Linked DNA regions of Mus musculus: region 2 is linked to region 1. The links are chromatin contacts, called in public Hi-C maps. All regions are on one chromosome and are shown on one strand. Each heading gives the region's core, a stretch centred on a gene start, on an enhancer-like site or on the middle of the called end of the contact. The rest is flanking DNA. Distances are from core to core; before and after follow the strand shown. Region 1 has its middle 84 kb from the start of Gm31226. Region 2 has its middle 96 kb from the start of Npy.

Region 1 (3,668 bases), core at 313-2,812:
TAGAGATCAAGAAGGCAGATACACCACATGGGGAAAGGGAGTGGACACCTTTAATCCTAGCACTTGTGAGGAAGACTGAAAGCTAGCCTGATCTACATAGCAAGTTGCAGGCCAGTCAGGGCTAAATAGCATGACAAAAAATATAATCAACAACAACAATAATAATAAAAGGAAAAATGGTCAATATTTTTTGAGATGACTATAGAGCTAGGTGATGGCTCAGTGGTTAAGAACATTTGCTGCTTTTACAGAGGATCTGGGTTCAGTTCCTAGCTTCCACGGGGCACCTCGCAACAGTCTGTAACTCCTGTTGCAGGGAGTCTGAGGCCCTCTTCTGACCTCCTCCAGCACTATACACACATGGTAAGCAAAACAATCATACACATAAAAAACACATCTTTTAAAAAGAGAAGGAAGGAAAGGACAAGCAGACATGCTCAACATGAGAAATCTGCAAGCAGCCACATGAAGAAGAGGCTGAGAATGGCCAGTGTCAGGATACATGGGCTTAGAATGCTGGCCAGCCTGAAGGGAGAGCAGGGGCCAGAGTTAGACAGACTCCAAGTATGAGCTGCTTAGTGAGGGTCTGTAAGCAACAGCATCAAGGCTAGATAAGTACATATCTCAGAGTGCCTGAGACAGTCTCTTTCTCTGTCACGACAGGCCCATTTGGATGAAACCTTAAAGTGGGCAGGGGGGAACAATAGTTACATCTTTATAGTCTTATTATTCTCTAGAAGTTTATTTTTAGAACATTACATTTTTAATTTTTAAAATGTATATGAACATTTTGCATGCATGTATGCGCATTCCCCATGTGTGTGGGTGTGTGTGCAGTGCCCATGAAGGTCAGAAAATGCCACTAGATCCCTGAGAACTGAAATTACAGAGGGTTTTGACCCACCACATAGTACTGGGAACAGAACCCAGGTCCTCTAGAAGGGCAGCCAGAGCTCTTAACCTCTGATCCAGTTCTCCAGCCCCATCTTTTGGCAGTCATGGCAAGCCCTCACTGAGGGCCAGACATGCTTCAGAGCCCACTCAACCAACCAAAATCCATACAACTGAGTGAACTTTAAAAATTAAAATCTATAAAACAGTTATGCTTTACTAAGACTTAGCCTTTTCTTCATGACCTTCAACAAAGCTCTGCAGCTGACATCTTCCCCCATGTCCTTTCATGTGGTGTTTCAAATCTTGAGGGGCAACTGTAACGCTTTTCTTCCTTAAAATTAACCTGTTTCCAGGGGTACAGGAGATTGGGGGGAGGGAGTGTCCAAAGCTGATGGGTATGGTCCATCCTCATTGGACTCCAAACTCTCACTGACTGAATATTTAACATCAAGGTCCAATCTGCACCTTGGTGATTCTAATGTCACCTTTACCAGGAATGAATCCATGAGACTACAATAGAGACATGACAGCATCTGTCTTTCTTGGGTATCTGGATAGGAATAGGAGGAGCCCCAGCAGCTAGCTGCCTTCATCTGAGGACTAATGATCCATCCTGTTCACCACCACTCCAGTACAGGATCTGACATCTACTTATGCTGCCTGCCTGCCTAGTGATATGTTTACTGTGGGTGTGGGTGGAGATGTCATGGAAATCAGCTCCCAGATCCTTGTCTCCAGGAGACCTGTGCAAAATCAGATGAAAAGCTACAGGGCAGTGTTTGGCCAGAGAAACTGAGAACAGAACCATGGATCTCAGGCTTGAGAAATGAGAGGAATCCTTTGGGTCATCTGCTACTTCCTGCAGGGAATCATCTCCAGCAGTGTGCTGGGTCTGTAAATGTCTGTGCATAGACCTGCTTAATAATAGTGGCATTCAGCTACCCCACACTGGGATCCTTAATGAGTAATTCCTTCTTGATGGGTCCTGGGAGACTTCACTCCTTTGTCGTTCTCATTTATCTGGCTGAGTTTCCTGGGAAGCTGGTTTAGTAGGGCAACAAAGATAGGTATTTGTTTGCCTGCACTGAAATCTCACCAGCTAAAGGCCTCTTGGCTGTTGTTTGGGGGAACAGAAAAACTTTAGATTATATGGCAGTGAGCCAACCTCTTGAGACATCTGAGAAAGTGCACCTCTGGTTTGCCTCCAGCCTTGTCTTGCCTTATTTGTAAGGCTTGTCAGAAATGCCTGAAAGGAAGAAAGGGTACTCTGCAATTGCCACGTGCCAGGATGTGAATCCTCCCACCTTGGCTGGATGATTTCAAGCTGCTAACATTTAACAACTGGCTGTCTTCCTTCCTTATCCATCCCCTCACTGCCTACAATTGTTAGCTCTCTGGGAGAACCTATTTGTATTTCCTGAAGTCACAGGATTTAAATACCAGAAGGGCTCCCTCTGGTGCTTTGTCTGACAACAACTTGGGAAGACAGATGCTCAGAGACTCCAAGATGAAAGAGCTCTAGGAAGGCTCGAAAATTGAGAAGAAAAAAAAAAAAAAAAAACCACCACCCATAGACCTGTAGAAGAGAGCCTTGGAGGCAGGTGTGGAGAGAGAAGCAAACATGCCATCCCACAGAGCCAGGCACTATGTTTCCAGAAGGTCTCCAGTTTAATTAGCCCTTTCCTTCTCCAGAAGAATCTAGGAGGTATGGATAACAACTTGTTTTGAAATAACTCAGGGTAGGGAGCACAAAACTGAAGACAGAGTACCTGCCAGTCCAGAAGAACTGGGATGGGGTTTGTTGAGTTCCTAAGCAACATGATACAAACATAGGATCCCCTTTGTTGAGAGGCAGGGGTACAGGAGCCATCTCTCCATGAATAGCTGAGCAGCCAGAGAAGTCTGGCCTGTGTATACAGACAGTCTCTCAATGTTATTTCTCAATAGAAGTATTCTATATTGGTACTAAGAGAATATTTTATTTAAAAAAAAATGACCCCTCTCCACAAAAGAAGAAAACTGTGTGCCCCATTGCTTTAAGCAGTGAATGAGTTTGTGAGAATCCACCTGTAGAACAAGCAAATGTGAATAATACCCAAAGACATCATTCTCTGTGTCCTGGGCACAGTTAACATATTTTTATTTATCTGTCTGTACTTAATCCTCAGGAATACTCTATGATCCAGGTGCTTTTATTAACCCCACATCAGGAAACTGAGGCACAAACTACTTTAATGACGTGTCTAAATTTGAATGCTAAGGAGAGGAAACCTAGCCATGTTACTGAGTTCTATGGTATTGACTGTGGCTCAGTCGGCCCTGGGATGCCACTGAGGCTTAGTCACTGTATACCCTAAGCATTTGCAGATTTTCCACGCTTCCTTTTGACTGTCAGCTCTTCCAAGGCAGAGCACCCGAGATCTGGCTCATCAGAGCACCCAGAGAAACCCACTCAGTTTGGACGCTCTAGGATCTTATCCCAGAAAAGGAAGGAACCCTGACAACACCAAGTCTATGCAAGAACAAGGTTTATGCTTATGACAGTCGTTGAAACAAAAGCATACGGAGCCAAGCATAGAGGCTTCCAGGTCAGTCAAGACCTCAACTCATTCTGCCTACAAGGATAGAATATAAAGCTGTCTAGGAGTGCCCATAACCAAAGTCATTACAGCATGTCATCAACTCTACTTTCCAGCTGAGAACGTGGGCTCACACAGGGCAAGTAATTGACAAAGACTCGTTATAGGAACTAGATTTGGATCTCCATATCAGGT
Region 2 (3,632 bases), core at 585-3,084, 200 kb before region 1:
GACTGTTTCTGTTTCATTCTCCTCGGACCTGGACTGATGGGATGGTGACTGGTCCACCAGTTTCATGGACTCCTGCTCTGGTAAACCCTCAGAGTTGCTCATCAAAAGAATGCTGTTCCAAGTACTCCTTAATACAAGCAGGTTTTCACCTAACACTGCTCAGCACAGAGGCCCCTGGCAGGACACTAAAGGTATATCATTATTTATTTAATTTATCTCTCGTTGGCACCTACAGTGTTTCTAGGATTTTGCCCTAGATAAATTCCTGCAAGCATATTTTCTTGGGAAATGGGTGTGACTATTATTGATTTTGACAACTGTTACAAATTTGATCTTTCTAGTCAGTGTAACAATGTTTACTCTCCTCTTTTACTCTCCACCAGTAGGGACAGGCTTCCATGAATGAGTGGTCCCACCATGGCCTTCTGTTTAGAAATAGGGACAGGTCATTTGGTGAACTGAAGGGACCCTAGTGGGACTGTCAAATCTTTCTTTGTTACAGCTCTCACCTCTAAACAAGCCTTCCTGCACTGTGTGCAGCAAGAACCTAGCTAGGCCTTCAAGGTTGAGGACTTTAAGAAAGCCAGTTTGGCCCGGCCCTCTATAGCCCCAGTGGACCAGCTTGTGCACCCAGGACCTTGCCAGGACTGTGGAGCTACTGTAGGTTTGTGCTCATATCTCAAATGATGCTGTGGTTAGATGAGATTTCTAAACACTCTGCCTCCCTCCCTCCCTCCCTCCCTTCCTTCCTTCCTTCCTTCCTTCCTTCCTTCCTTCCTTCCTTCCTTCCTTCCTTCCTTCCTTCCTTCCTTCCTTCCTTTTTTCTTTTTGTAAGGGTTTGCCCAGGAAACATGCCCTTCTCTGGGTGTTCCACTAGAGGGTGCTTCAGCTATGCATATTTACATATGGGTAAGTAAACGAGGCCTATGTTGTTCGAGTGGGCTGCACACGCATGCCAAACAGCTGCCTTTTCTGTGAACCTTTGGTGCTGTAGAACTACAGCCGATTTTTCATTCCTCCCAGTGCTACCTTGCCTCCCAGGTGGCTTTTCCAATATCCTCCCTCTCTCATGACCCAAGGGCGTGGGGACTAAAGATCTACCAGGATGGAAACCAGTAGTAATGATGGGGAGGGGGCTTATGAATTGGATTTGTGCCTTGTTCCCTTTCCCTAGAAGATGCTTTGGGGGAGGACTTGGGCTTCTCCAAGGATTGCTCTGACACACAGGACAGCGATGGCTAAATCTTAGTGAAAAGGGGAGGGGTTCAACGTTCTGGAGTTCCTGTGTGCAGTCAGGTGGAACTGTAAGTGACTGGTGCTACTAGAAGTGACCAAGGCTCCCTGGGCTGTGGGAAGTGGGGTAAAGGAATGAGAGCTGTTAAGTCAACCACTCTGAAATCAGGAATCATGGGAGAGAGGCAAAAAGATTCAGATTTTTAAAGGAGATTTCTTTTTGAGCAAAAGAGTTGTAGAAATCAGTTAAAACAATTGCTTTTGTCCAGACGCTTCAAGTAGAATAAATAACAAAACTGGAGTCTGGACTTTGAAAATAAGAGCCTGCATGCTGTGAGATGATGACGGGAGCCATCTTAAAATATTTGGAACTAAGGGGAAAACATAACTGAATGGGATAACGAGCGACATCCTTACAACATCTTGCTGTGTGTTAGAACCATTGGGAAGACCTTACAAAGCCTTTGTTGTCTGGGGATAGGAATGCTGCATACATTTTTATTTTTACGTTTCTCAGGTGCTTCTATTGCACATCCAAGTCCACAAGCCATGGCCTAGATCGATAGTTCTCAAACCTAAACAAAGACCAGAATCTGCTGAAGGGCTCTTGGGCATAGAGTGGGGCCACACTCCAGACTTTATGCTTCAAAGGGTCTGGGCTGAGGGCCCAAGTGAGGGCTGGAAATGTGGTTAGTCTTAATTGAGATGCATGGTAAATGCTTTGAAATACGTAACAGACTCAGAAACGGTGTAAAACAATTTCGTAAAGTTATCTCAGTATTTTATATTGATTGTATGATAAAATTAGAGTATGTTGAATCTAGTGGGGGACATTTCATCTGATTATTTTCACCTTCTAAAATGTAAGTACAGAGGTGGCACATTTTACATGGGATTACACTGGATTTCTGTTGACCGTCCCTGGTTTGTGGACTGACTATGTGCTGGAGACGGGACCTATGGTATGCATGCTCTCCACTGCGAGTCTGCACTCCCAGCTCTTGTGCCGGTACAGAAAAGGTTTCACAAAAGACAGTACATAAGCCACCTGCATGAGAAATCCCAGGAGAGCCAGTGTGCACGTGAGCATGTGTGCACTGAGGGAGATAGGATGTGCATGCCTGTGCACACGCATGCAATGCATGGAAGCCAGAGAGTCATAGTGAGTGCTTCTCCTTCTTGATTGGTCTCTACCTTTTTTTCTTTTTCTCTTTCTCTCTATCCCTTTTCTTTTCTTTTTTTCATTGTCTTTCCTTCTGTCTCTCCTTCCTTCCTTCCTTCCTTCCTTCCTTCCTTCCTTCCTTCCTTCCTTCCTTCCTTCCTTCCTTTCTTTTTCTGAGACAGAGTCTCATAGAACTTAGGCATCATCCATGGTGGTGCAGACTGCCCTCTAAACTATGTGGATCCACCTGTCTCTGGTCGCCCAGCACCTGGCTGCCAGCCCAACATCCACACAAGTGCTCAGAATCTGACCCAGGTTCCATGCTCCTCAGGCTCTCCCAGGCAGCTTGCAAAAATGCAGGTTTCCTAGCAAGGACTCAGTACTCAGAGTATTTGGAGGTGAAGGACGCTGCATATTAAACAGCCCCTCTGGTAAACTTGAAACTTTAGGATTTCATACAATCACAATGTTGGAAATTGGGAGACAATAATCTGAACTGACACTTAACATTTTGAACTAAAAATTGGATGTTCCGTCATCAGAGTCTCTCTGATCTTTTCCTGCCCCAGCTTCCCTCTAAGCTCAAGAGCTCTAAGTCTCCATCTCCCTTGAGGCTTGATCCTCCAGATTAATTGAAGGGAAGTAGCCCAGCCTCACACACCATGAGCAGAGTGCAGCCATCTCTCCTGCTCCCTAGGCCCATTCATTCTCTTTAAAATATTTATTCTTCCTTTAAAACTACCTACAGTGCCCACTGAAATCTTCCTTACAAAGGAGGTTCAATAAACCTTTAAATCGCATTGTGTTGTTGGTACCCAGGAAGCTACTTTTCCTATGATGCCCTTGTGTGTGTAATAATGTTGCATGTCTTCCTTCCCCCTCAATCTACTACCAGGTGACTCACAGATTCAAGTATCAAACCCAAAGAGGATGGAAAAGAAGTCTCCTCTGCTACACTACTTGGCACAGTATAGGTGAAGAATCAGAGAGAGAGAGAGAAAGAGAGAGAGAGAGAGAGAGAGAGAGAGAGAGAGAGAGAGAGAGAGAGAGAGAGAGAGAACATTAAGGATCCCCCATCTTCATTGTTCTGGTTAGTTAACTTATAAAATCGGGAAATTGGAACACTGGTCTCTTTGCCACTCAAAATGTGGAGCCAACCACATTGGCATAATTTTCCAGTTTTTTAGAAATGAGGGTTCTAGGTCTCAACTCGAACCCTCTAGAACTGGAAGTCTGA

Evidence for each region. Hi-C and Micro-C count contacts between places; a contact is called where the count stands out from the background.
Region 2: a Hi-C map of the N1E-115 cell line shows a contact between it and region 1, with 9 times the contacts expected there. The contact joins two enhancer-like sites. A contact is called at or near these places in 34 of 484 Hi-C or Micro-C datasets (the AML12 cell line, the G1E-ER4 cell line, the N1E-115 cell line and 18 more).

What each region holds. Positions count from the first base shown.
Region 1 is chr6:49,715,310-49,718,977 of GRCm38.p6, reverse strand. No RefSeq gene overlaps it. Among named protein-coding and RNA genes, the nearest start is that of Gm31226, 84 kb to the right of the region's middle. Within about 2 kb of position 1,562, at least 12 of the 459 cell types and tissues checked have an H3K27ac peak or open chromatin away from gene starts, as enhancers often do. A contact at or near this core is called in the N1E-115 cell line, where this site is marked.
Region 2 is chr6:49,916,948-49,920,579 of GRCm38.p6, reverse strand. No RefSeq gene overlaps it. Among named protein-coding and RNA genes, the nearest start is that of Npy, 96 kb to the right of the region's middle. Within about 2 kb of position 1,834, at least 6 of the 459 cell types and tissues checked have an H3K27ac peak or open chromatin away from gene starts, as enhancers often do. A contact at or near this core is called in the N1E-115 cell line, where this site is marked.